2 separate regions of the Oryzias latipes genome follow, and region 2 is linked to region 1. A link is a contact called in public Hi-C data. All regions are on one chromosome and are shown on one strand. The core of a region is the stretch at or near the end of the contact, and the rest is flanking DNA. Distances in the headings are between cores, read along the strand shown. Region 1 holds the start of LOC101157754 (RNA binding protein fox-1 homolog 2). Region 2 overlaps LOC101157754 (RNA binding protein fox-1 homolog 2).

Region 1 (6,118 bases), core at 1,965-4,464:
ACCAACCAAATGATTTAACTGGATCTTCACAGGTTAACATCCTGGTTTCTAATTCTTATATTTAGAATAGTTTGGCGTATTGCAGAATTTTATAGTTTTTAAAGAATTTGTTAGAGATCAATAGAAGCTATAAAATAACGTTTTGCTGTGCATTATTGCGTGTTTTTTTTTGAGCAACCAACAAACATCATGAAGTTTAGATCATTGACTGTATAACAAAACTGGACCCCATTTTTTCACGATAGGAAAGACGCCATGTTGGAGGCAGACGACGTCAGTAAGCAGTGATTGGTCCGGGTTGGTTTGAGTCATTGTTTCTATGGCAACCACTTTTGCCAATCAGGAGTGAGCTTTTTGGAAGTCCACACCCCGACCACTTGAAAGCACGCCCCACAAAATCTGTTTCCAATGATCAGTATGGGAGATGGGAACTAACACCTACTTTTACTGAAGCATCTGATTGGCCAGTTTATAACTTGAATAATTCGTACTACAGAAAAAACACCGAGCCTCATTTTCAGTTTGTTTGGATTGGTTAGGTGAGCCTTTACACCCTGCCAATCAAAACACCATCACAGCACCAATCAGCACAGTTTGAAAATCCTCCTGACCTGACCTGAATCTGTATTGATTGGTATAGTATAAATGACTGATCAGAAGTTAAGAACTGGATACTGATCATTTAGGTAAGGAAAAATGAAAAAAATTCAAAAGTAAAACAGACCAGGGGTGGGATTAGATACGGTCGCTTCCTCCGCCTCCCTTTCAAGCAATCTACTCAACTCCTTTTGACAATATCTCAGTATATAATAGATTGTGTCTATATGCAAAAGAGCAAGTTTGTTTATTTATATTTAAGAGTAATAACTGAACTATTTACTAGTGTATTTAAACATGTGTATTTTCCAATCAATGTTTATGACTAGTTATCCTATGTTTGCTATATCTTTGAATAAATTCTGCTTTGATTGCTTGAAATAAACCATTTCCAACCCAATCCAATCTTTAGACTGAGGTCCTCCACCCCCAATTATTGCAGATACTCCTTTGCTAAAAATATATATATATTATTTTTTTTAATCAACATTTGGGTTTCTACATGTGTTCCATGTTTTTGCCCTGAATAACGGTATTTCGAATCCCCCATCAGTGCAAGATGTGATCCAATAAGCTGGAAACAAAGCCTCTTTGCTGCCACTGATAGGGCAAATCTGTTCCTAACTGAGAGATTTGAATTGGGAGGGGAGTGCGTTTCCCCACTCTCATTTCCGGACTGTCCGCTCAGTTCAATACGTTTTAAAGGCTGAAGCGATTGATCGAAGCCTCTCACACACACACGCAGGCGGTTTTTTCTAAGTGCATTACATTTCAGAGGCTGTCTGTCAGCACTCCCAGACAGCGTGAGGATGGCACAGCCAGCCATTTAGCTTTACAAGCAGGAGCAAACAGGCCACTTCAACTCCATTACTGCCTCTTTCAGCAACAGAGATGTAGCTTTCTGTCTTCTACAGGAGTACTTTGCTCTAAATAATCCAGTCTAATGACATCCTCAGCGTGATCCCGTGATGCTCCATTAAGAGGATATGACCCTTTCTGGATGGCTATGGGGCACAAAATGTCAATTCAGTGAGAAAGCACTGGTGCAAAAAAAGTCTTAGAAAATAGTAGGGATGGCTACATTTATTCCATTTTTGTGAAATGAACTGAGCAGATAGGAACTTAAGTTTTGCCAAACATGGCTCCACTTTGTTAAACCCAATTTAATTCGGACTACAAGAAAATAGATTGTTTACATTCTGATTCAGATGCATTGTGGGTCTTCCAAATAAAGCAAAGTTTGCAGTTTAATGGAATGAAGATGGCGCTTCTGGTTACAGGATAAAGTAATTACTTGTCATAAAGCAGTATCTGCCATCATTTACTATCAGAATACAGTGTCATGAGTGAATGAAAGCAGTGATATTTCCTGCACATTAGGTGATGAAGAGGCCTGAGCTTTTGTTCTATAGGAAAGGCCCTTTTGCTGCAGTGCGCACACATGACACGCACGTATGGAGCCTAGATGGCAAGCAAAATAGATCATAAATCACGGGGGGGGGACCCCGAAACGTGTAGTGATTTATGATGCCTTATGCTTGCCATACTTGGTTGAGTTCAGACTAAAGGCACCGTGTGGAATCGTGTCCCCTGCTCCTCACCTGGCCGACCTCGCCGAGCCCTCCCGAGCCGTCGATGCGGGGGCGCTTGCACTCTGCCCCGCTGGAGTCCACCAGCGCGGCCGCCGTCTGCGCGTCTGGTTCCGGGTCCCCGCGCTTCATGCCCCGGACGGCTGCAGGAGCGCCGCCCGCGTTGGGATGCACCCCTGGCATGGTGTCCAGCTCTCTGTCCCGGTCCATGAGCGCCCGGGACACGGGCAGCATAATTGAAGCAACGTCGTTCGACATCAACATTGGAAAAACCCTATTTGTGCTGACGTTCCAGGCAAGAAAAAAAATAATTCGGAGATCACCCTCTGTGCTCAAATCCAGGCGGTGGAGGATTCAGGAAAGCGTCTTTAAGTGCCAAGTTCACGCGTAAACTAGGCCTTTGTATAATTCTGCCTTTAGGATCGCTCCCCTAAAAGACCAAAATATATATTCTCCTTTTGGTATTCTTCCCAAAACAATTCTGTCCATAAAAGATCAGGTTACTTTCAAACCAAAGGTCCCCCCACCCCCTGCTCCGCTGACTGTGTATTTATTTACTGCAGGGCTTCCTCAGAGGCCTACCTTATTTCTGACCATAACAAAACCAATTAAACAAACTGCGCGCGCAATAATGGCTCCTGAGCAACCCGGTCAGCCTCCATTCGCCCCGTTCCAAGAGAGCGCAACGCAACGGCAGCTCAAGACGAGCAGCCCCCCAACATGTCTTCCCTTTCGCCTTTTTTCCCCTTCCTATTAGCTTGTACCACAGAAAGAGGTTCACTGAAAGCCAATCCTCACCGGGAGCTCTGTCTTTCCATATTAGTCCGCAAGTCTGCGCAAAATAGAGAGAGAGAAGGGGGGGGGGGGAGTGCGCACCCCTCTTGGAAAAATAAAACAACCAACCAAATGGATGGACGCGCAGGCGGACGAAAGGGGTGCTGTGTTTCCTTCCTTCTCGATTATTTTCTTCCCTCTTTCCCGGTGGTGTGTTCATGTAAGCGTGTTACAGAAAGGAAACTGTCCTCCCTCCCTCCCTCCCTCCCTCCCTCCTCATTCTTCCTCCTCCCTTCTCCTCCTACTCTCTTGCTGTAGTCATTCCCCTCCTCCTATCTTCCGCTTCTTTCCCTTTGCGCGCTGAGGCAGGCGGCCATGCAGCGCAGCAGAGACACGCAGTGTGCCGCAGTGCTTCCATGCGCCTCACAGAAAGGGAGGTGTGCGTGTTTTGGGGAGGGAAAGTAAGGGGGGGGGGCGTAAAAACTGTCCGCTGCGTGCGCACCTGTCCGGTTTTTGTGCGCAGATTCACCAAAATCCCTCAAAGTTTTAGAGCTTTTTTTTCCTGCAGCACAACTGAAAGCTGAAGCAGACAGGCCTGACGTCCCCACACGAGCCAGCTGTGAGTCACGCCGGATAGAGAGCCTCGTTCTCCTTTGGCATTTTTATTTCTTGGATGACACCCAGTGGTCAAATGGCACCAGAAGCAGAGAAAAAAAAAAGCAAAATGAGCTTGATGTGCCAGAAATTATTTCTTCTGTTAAATGGACCATGAGAATTCTCTTTATGCCTTTTAGTCACAGTAAATCCCTATTGTTGGCTTGTTCAGTTTAACTAAGGCAGTTATTAAAAACACACTCCAAAATAATTGTGTTTCTGCTATTTTTGTTGATATGTTCTTGTAGCCTTTTTCGAATGGTAGAGGACTTTTATAAAGAAAATAAAGCTCATAGTTGCATTTTTGAGATCAGGAGCAGGAGACAAAAAAGCTACAGTCTACATGCCATAAGCTCCCCTCCATTCTGATCCATACAGTTCTAGATGACAACATCTGGCTCAAAACTGTACGACTGCATTGCTCCAAAACTGCTCGACATTTTTGCTGCACCAGTAATGTTTAGTTGGGGTTTTGGGGCCTATAAGCTCGGGGAGGAAAGAGTGTAAACAGATGGATGATGGGAAATGAGGGAAGGGTTACTCTGTGCCAAAAGCCCGACCTACAACTCTGAGGCAAATTTTTTAATAAACTCCTGCTGCTCTGCAGAAACTGTCCTAAAAAAAACATATTTAATTGTATTTTAGCTAAGAACGGCATAACAGTCATTATTTAAAAAGCCACTGGGATCGCTTTTACAATAGGATCAAGACACGATTGGAGTGAGACCAAGTGTGCAGAAGAATGGCACAGCACAAAAAAGTCCTTTCGTGCTGACGCCGGTTCATTCTGGTTGTCAGGATTGAAGTGAACAGCTGAGAATTTGACTAGGACAGTTGTGTGGAATGGCCTAGCCTAACACACTTTACCAACCCCCCTCCATTGTAGAAGCAGCGACACAGGAGGCAGAATTCTATTGGCTGTGCAGAAATTATAGTATACAGCACATAAGAGTGACATATAACATGCCAGCTGCCACGGTGATCATGGAGCACGGAAACTTTTTTTTTTTTTTAATAGGACATCCCTGTCAATAATGGTTTGGAAGTCTAAGTCAAGGTAAAGTAAATCCTGAAGGTGGTTGAGATTGAGTGTGCCAAGATCTTGAGTAACGTACAAATGGTTTAACCATTGACTTTATACAATAAATAGCCTGAGTGACCCCCCCCCCCCCCCCCACATTCCAAATAGGAAGTACCCACTGGTTCCAAGAAGACAAAATCCCATGGACTTCTATGGAGAAAAAACATATTTGTCAGCATAATCATTCTTGCTCCGTTACCTTTTTAACATGTTCTTGTGAATCCAATTTTTTAAAGTTATTAACTGACCAATCAGATGCCTCAATAAAAGCATGTGGTGCCCCAGCATTCCAAACGTTTGACAGATTTTGTGTAGCCTGCTTTTAAGTGGAAAGGGTATGAACTTTCAACAAGTCACTCATTCCTGACTGGCGAGAGTGGTTGCCATAGAAATAACAGACTGGACCAATCACTGCTTTCTGTGTGGCTCCAGCATGGCCACGTCAGTATTGCAAAAAAAGTAAAATAAAAAGGCGACTGAATTGTCTTCATTTCGCTGGAGCCAGAAGAGAGTTGTTTTCTGTGAATGACATCACACTTACTCATCCAGTTCTCAGAGTCAATTTGTTTAACCAAGTGGACATAGTAACAAAAGGGGGGTTGTTATGACACATAGGCCAATGCAAGTAGCAAACTCAAGGAGCACGAGAAATTTGAGGACACGAAGAGCTGGAAGAAATGTGAGTTCTGTGCCATTAAATCCAGAACTGAGAACATTGTGCAGAATCCTCAAAGATGCAGGCCTCTGGTAGAGGACCCAAGCTTAGTTGCAATAAATGTGCAAGTAGAGGTTTCTTTTTTAAATATAGTTTATTACACAGGGGTGCCCACACTTGTTTGGCATGCAAGCTACTTTTGAGATGACGAGCTCCAGAAAATCTACCCATCTAAACGCCCCTCTCACCTGGATTTACAAAGAACAACCAAAGTTCTACACAGCTGCCTTGTGAGCAGTGTTTCGGGAATAACAGTGTGCACGTGTACACTTTTAATGCAAACAGGAAGCTCCAAGGTTAGCTTGGGTGGGTGGGATTTTTCTTCTGCTGATCTGGGAGTTCAGACTTTACCCTTCAATGTCCTGTTTCAGAGGAAAACAAGACATTTGTTCTCTGAACAATGAAAGTGTCAAATAATATCACTTATACTCTACCAAATGACACCGCTTCTTCTGTTCACAAGGATAGCAATGCCAAACATTATCAAACTGCTGTGCAAAAATGAAAAAAAGTCAGTGTCGTTGGTTAAGTGAGATCAAGGCTTTGGTTGATGCATGTTTGAGGAGACCGGCCCTTTGGAGTGCAACAAGAAACCAGTTCAAATCAGAGAAGAGTGACACACACCCCACCCCACACCCACTCTTAGGACTATACTAGTGGGAAAACAATTCAGGGGTGCATCTGAATCTCCCCTCAAGGTTGCCGTCC
Region 2 (6,118 bases), core at 1,179-3,678, 38 kb before region 1:
GCAGCTATTGGCCGACACATGACACAGAGAGATGACAGAGCACCGTATGGCGTCAAACAGATGACTGGAAAGAGAGTAAACCATGCAGGATACAGCTCTGGAATCAAATGCTGAATGCAGTTAGAGAGGTGATTGGAATGAGGTGGCAGACATATTTGTTGCACTTGCAGATAGATGCGGTACATTCAGTTACACGAGTGGCTTTACTTTAATGCCATGCGGTCAATGGCTAATCTCTTTAACGGCTTCATTCACCACCTCCCGAATCAATCCAAGGGATTAGCCAATCAGGTTCTACCAATCAAGTCAATCAGGCTTCCTCCGGCTAAGGGAGTCCCTCATTTGGGTGCAATTTATGTCGTTTGGACGGATGGGTGGGGGAGGGAGGGGTCATTCATTGATGATGCCATGTGTACACAACTTACCGTTGCCAGGGAAACGGCGTGAGGACACGCGAGCAGTTACCGTGGAGACTGACAACAACAACAACATACAAAAATCATCAGGGAAATAGAGAAAATATATGTAATAAAAAAACAAAAACAAAAAAACGATGAACTAGGAAAAGAAGAGAAAAAGGAAAACAAACAAAAGGAGGTAATGAGGAGCAACCCCCACCCTGTGGTAGAGAGGAAGTGATGTCACATGTCAACAGTCATCTACAGTGACTACAGACTTGAGCCACGACACAACAAGCCTCTAAAACACCGCTTTTGCTTAAAACAAAGACATTCAAATCTACGAACAATCCTAACTATTATTATGATAACGCAATGTTTATAAGCAAATATTGAATAAACGGAAGTGAAACTTTATTCCATTACGTTCCAGGAGAGGAAACTGGACAGAGAAATGTGGGAAGGATGTACAGCAAAGATGCAGGAGCACAGATGGACACAAACTGAGAGACAAACACACAGACTGGCCCGGTGAAGGGAGTGAAAAGAGATGAAAAATCGATTGAAAATCTATTTAAAATAAATAAAACAAAGCAAAAAGAGAGGTATCTGTGACAATATTCTCTTTCTCCACCCTCCGTACAGTTTTCTTTTTTTTTTCTTTTCTTAAATTGAATTTCTGCACACCCACAGGAAAACAGAGTTAGCTTAGGACATTCAGGAGCATGCAGGACAGCTGCAGCTGCAGGGAAAAAATAAAAAATGTGACTTTGTTCAAAGCTATGTTCACACTGGCCTCAGCAACGCACGTTCAAGTGAATACGTAAACCTGCGTTTCAGGCTTCTGCGCTCAAAACTCTCGCCTTCACGCCTCACTACGTGCCATTCGGACTCTACGCACAAAATTTGCTGCCATTAAACACTCTTTAAAAGTTAAATCAGATTGAATTGGTTTAGAAACCGTTTAAAAAATTGATCACAGAGGAGACATTAATGACTGTGGTTTGTGCCCAGCTGCAATAATATACCATCAAGTCTATCATATATTGGTATAGAACTGTGAAAGAAAACGCCTAGAGCAAGATTTGAGAGATCTGCATTGCTTCAACATTTTGCACCAAACTGTAGGTGGCGGACACGCTCTAGAAATACTAGAAAAGGAATATGAACCCCTCCCTACGTTTTTGCCCAGTGTGAACACCATGGGTGTGTTCAAAAACGTGCTTCCATTGGCGCGTTCTCGAGCGCACATCACATGTCTGGCGTGTACGGAGCTCCTGAGTCAGGAGCAATGGTGGAGGCAAGGCCATTTGCAACTGAAATCCAAATTATGCGGGGAAATGAAAAAATAAAAGCAAATCCATGAGATCTGGTGAAAAGTTTTAGAGTGGTGAATGCTTCTTTCAATTTTCTTTTTTTTCTTTTTTTTGATGATCCAAACTGCTTGTTTGAAGAATCATAAATGACAACACGCAGCAATCTCAAACCCTGGCTCCCATCATGCATCAGTGTGACACAACAAGCAACATACTGACTGTGAGGAAGCGGCGTAGTGTTCAGTAAAAGTGTGGAAAACTTTACAGCGACCTGACCTTTGGTTCCAACCATGCAGCATCCAAAAGCCTCTCACAGACACCAGAGGAGAACAACTGGGGCTTTGAACCGCCCCGTCCCACAAACATGAAGCAAAAAAATAGCCACTCATAATGGAATGGACAAAGAGATGGTGGGTATGGAAAAAGGTGCAGGAAAAGGGGCGGGGGGGGGGTCCTCCATGCTGTGACAGAAGCAGAAACATCAGCAACCGTGTTGTGACTTCTCCCCCCAGCCATGCCTGTTGTGTAGCCAATCCTCCCAGCAAGCTTTGCAAACCACACAGCTTATGCGATCGAGTTGCAATGGACAGCCCACCACATCATCAACAACAACAACAGCGGCAGGAAATGCCGTCAGAGGAGACGCCTGCGCGAGCGGCTTCTGCTGTGCCATGCTGTCGTGAAGCCACAGGGAGTCCAACCTTCTCACAGCCAAAGGCGCAGATTTGAAACGCGACGTTAGAGGGAGAGCAGAGGAGAAGATGGCCACCAGTTGGAGGGGGTTGCCTTACCTCAATTTTACGCCCTTCCACCAGGGTGCCGTGAAGCTTCTCTCTGGCTCTCTCCGCATCTGCGCTCGATTCGAATGTCACAAAACCAAAGCCCTGCAGGAGAGAGCACAAGAGAAAAATGGAGAAAGAATATTCCGGAAAGCAAAAGAAATGGTGGCAAAAAAAGAGATATAGGAGTGTTTTTTTCCCCCCTCCTCTGCCCTACCTTGGAGCCTCTCTCGTTAAAAATGATCTCCACGTCAAGGATTTTGCCAAATTGCTGCAATGACAGGAAAGATGAGAAAAATAAGGAGAGTTAACAGTCATTTAAGTCACATGGTCGCCACAGGGAGTCAGCGCTGTTCGAGCATGATTGGCTTGGCGGCAGGCCAGCTCTGGTGTTCTCCTTCATCTTCCTCGCTCTTTTCTCAGCACAGAATCATTCTCTTACAAAACAGCCGAGCACAGGGCCAAAGTTAAAAGTCTGAGCTTGTTCAAAACACTAAATCCACATCCTTGTTTTTCACGCATTTAAAAGATTTTTTTTTTTTTTTACAAAAAACAATTATTTCAAAAGTATTTTGCCATCCATCCGTACCCCAAACATCTGCCGCAGGTCAGGGTCACGGAAGCGGAAGGGGATGTTGGAGACATGTAGGCGTTTGGGGGTCCCTTTGGCATCGGAATCGTCCCCGGAGACCCCGCCCCCTCCTCCCGAGCCGACTCCAGACTGGCCGTCAATCTGAGAGGACCCATCTGACTGTAGACAGAGGACAAGCAGAGGGAAAAAAAATTATATTATTATATAAACCCATCTGAAAGCTTTAAATAGTTCTGTAGTAATTAGGCCCAATATAGATGAATTAGCTGCATGTTCCCTTGATTAATAATTATTCATATGCATGTTTTAATTGAGTGCATTCAAAGCATCTTTAAGGTAAACAGCAGGCAATAGATTACATTAACTTAATTGATTATGTAATCTACACAAACACAAAGGTAAAAATGACTCGGAGTGTGAAGGACAGCAGCATTGGGTTGACTGATTCTTTTGAAAACTGCCGTTTAGGACTCCGGCTAAATGTATTAAGATCGCTTTGCAAAAAGGAGTATACGTGAGTACAAGTACAGCAGGGATACTATAGAACACAGGGATCTGCGACCTGAGGCTCCAGAGAGACTCTTTGATCCTTCTTTGGCTTAAAAAAAAATGCTAACAATTAGAATAAATATTAAGCTAAGCACATAATCTTATCTTTTGCTGCACAACAGAGTTCCTAAAGTATAACATTTTGTTTACATGTAGATACAAAAATAAAATAGAGTTGGATTCTACACCGACGTATACTTATTTTTGATAGTTAAAAAATAGGAAAAGGATGACAGTACAACAAAGACACACAATAGAAAATGCCATGTTTGATTGCCTTTTTGATTCAATTAATTTCTGCTGAATCTGCTGCAGCGGGAAGATCATATTTATCATAGGATATACTTTATTTTGAAAGGAAGTAAGATGTGCTGCTGTCAAAGGTAAAGAAATTGAAACTGAAATTGTTTCATATAGATAATTGTGGCACTTTAATCACTGAATTATTGTAAATATTTAAATGCCATATATTATGAACGAATAGATTATTGCTACAAGTCATTAAAATTTATTTTTCTAAAAGGTTAAGTGGGACTTTGCAGCTCTTTCTGGGTTTTGGTCAATAAGAAACTGGACCAAATAGCTCTTTAGTGTTAAATGTTGCAGACTCCTGCTATAAACCATGTCTTTGTAGTGTAGAAAGTATATTAACTCAATACTTCTTCCAACAAAATATATAAACATACTGCCTCACTTTTAGTATAGACCAAGTATACTGTACTTTTTGCCAAGGGATGTTTATGAAATTTCTGTGTTGAAAGTTTTGATTTGCTACATATAGAAGTAAACCTTTAGGTCCTAGCTAAGAATTTTCTAAGGCCTTTATTGAAGTCCTGATCATCTTTTGATCTACTGTAAAGGTGTTCCCAGTGTTCTTCAAGGGTGTTGTTTTCTAGGACATAGTTTCTGCAGCAGAGTGGCAGTGGCTCATTAGAAATTCACCTCTAAGTTGTGGGCGGGACTGTTAGCGCAGGGTAAGCCCACACCTTTTCCAATCATCATCCATCTGTCTACACTCTCTCCCACCAGTTTACATCCCCTTACAACCCCAACATTACCAGTGCAACAGAAGTGGCAAAAGGGTGAAAAAACAATTACCTTTTTCATTAAAATGTGTTTTAATGAGCGGCTTCAGTGACATCACAAACTCAGATTACTGTGGATTATCCAGTTTGCCACAATCCATTTTAATTGTGGCTCAAAGCAACTAGCAACTAATAACACTTTTTCAAGCCAACCGTTCTGTTCAGGAGCTTCACCCACCATGAAGCAACGGAGTGAGAGGAGGGGAGGAGCCTCTCAAAATGCTGAAACCACACTGCAGAGCGCTTTGACAGGGAATCAATTCATGATTTCGATTTTGAACCAATATTTTTCCAAAGCTTATTCCAGTGTGTGAATATATTTGCGTTGCTGCACTGAAGCTGAAATTGCTCAATAAATCTTTATTCGAAATGAAAACAAAACAATGCAATGATGTGAACAACCAATAACTTGTTTGTTAGATCCATTGTTGTGTTGGGAAGCAGTCACTCATGGTCGACGTTCCATGGTAGATGCTATTGGTGAAATACACTCATTCTTTCAGAAAAGTGAAATCTGTGCAGCTAAAGGAGAAGTGGCACACTTGATGCGGGCGCTGTCTCCAGGCAGAACCCAGATGTGGGCGGCACACCGGAGATGAGGCTGGCACTTACTTGAGCGCTGAGACTGTTGGCAGGGTTGACCACGCCGTTTCCCGCTCCGCCGGCCTCCACAGGGCCCTGAACGGCCCCCGTCGCGTAGAGACTGCCGCCGTAGTCCAAGGTCAGGCCATTCTGAGGGGGTGGTGGAGGGGGAGGTGGAAACGCTGAGAAAGGTGGAGGTACCAGTCCCTCCTGACCGCCAGCACTATCCTGAGAGCCCTGTTGGAGGACGAGGGAGGGGAGCGTGAGGAGCGGCGAGCACCAAAATATCCGTCCGTAGTAATACTACAGTATTTCAGCAGTCATTTTCTCTGGAGTTGTAGCTTAGAAGTAAAACCAACGAGGACGACATTTACCTGCACCACAATCTAATGATTTCTTTGCAATTGATTAAATATTTCCTTCGGGACTTCAGTGATATTCAGAATAAGTCGTAAGGCGGGCTGATTAATATTTTTAGTGTTTTATCACTTTACTTTTTGGGATAAGGTTCATTGTAGGGGCACAGGAAAACCACGCTCTGACAGTTTTATGACCTCATCCGTTTGTCAGGCACAACTCGCACCAAGGTTTTCTCTCCAGCTTCTGTTTGTGAATCCTTCCAAACTCTCAGTATCTGGTTATTAGAGAGACTAACAAACCTGATAGGTCCACTACCTGTTTTTGAATAAATGCTGAATTTTTTTATAACAAAGAAGCAAAAAAGACGATTCTTTTGTTCGCCATCTATAAGTGAGCAGCTGTTGGTTTTGGTCATTAGAATAACTATGGCATTGCTTCAGAGGCAGCTTTTTAGGCT

The links. A called contact is a pair of places that touch in the nucleus more often than the background predicts.
Region 2: a contact with region 1 is called in a Hi-C map of fibroblasts, with 2.1 times the contacts expected there. The contact joins the enhancer-like site here to the promoter of LOC101157754 in region 1. A contact is called at or near these places in 2 of 5 Hi-C or Micro-C datasets (embryo and fibroblasts).

The regions. Positions count from the first base shown.
Region 1 is chr1:11,007,746-11,013,863 of ASM223467v1, reverse strand. It overlaps LOC101157754 (RNA binding protein fox-1 homolog 2), which reads right to left and starts at 3,214. Exons shown (of 13, transcript XR_002873415.1): 1 at 2,199-3,214.
Region 2 is chr1:11,044,756-11,050,873 of ASM223467v1, reverse strand. It overlaps LOC101157754 (RNA binding protein fox-1 homolog 2), which reads right to left. Exons shown (of 13, transcript XR_002873415.1): 3 at 5,332-5,538; 4 at 3,083-3,244; 5 at 2,711-2,764; 6 at 2,506-2,598. Among protein-coding and RNA genes, the nearest start is that of LOC101158417, 20 kb to the left of the region's middle. Within about 2 kb of position 2,428, at least 2 of the 8 cell types and tissues checked have an H3K27ac peak or open chromatin away from gene starts, as enhancers often do. A contact at or near this core is called in embryo, where this site is marked.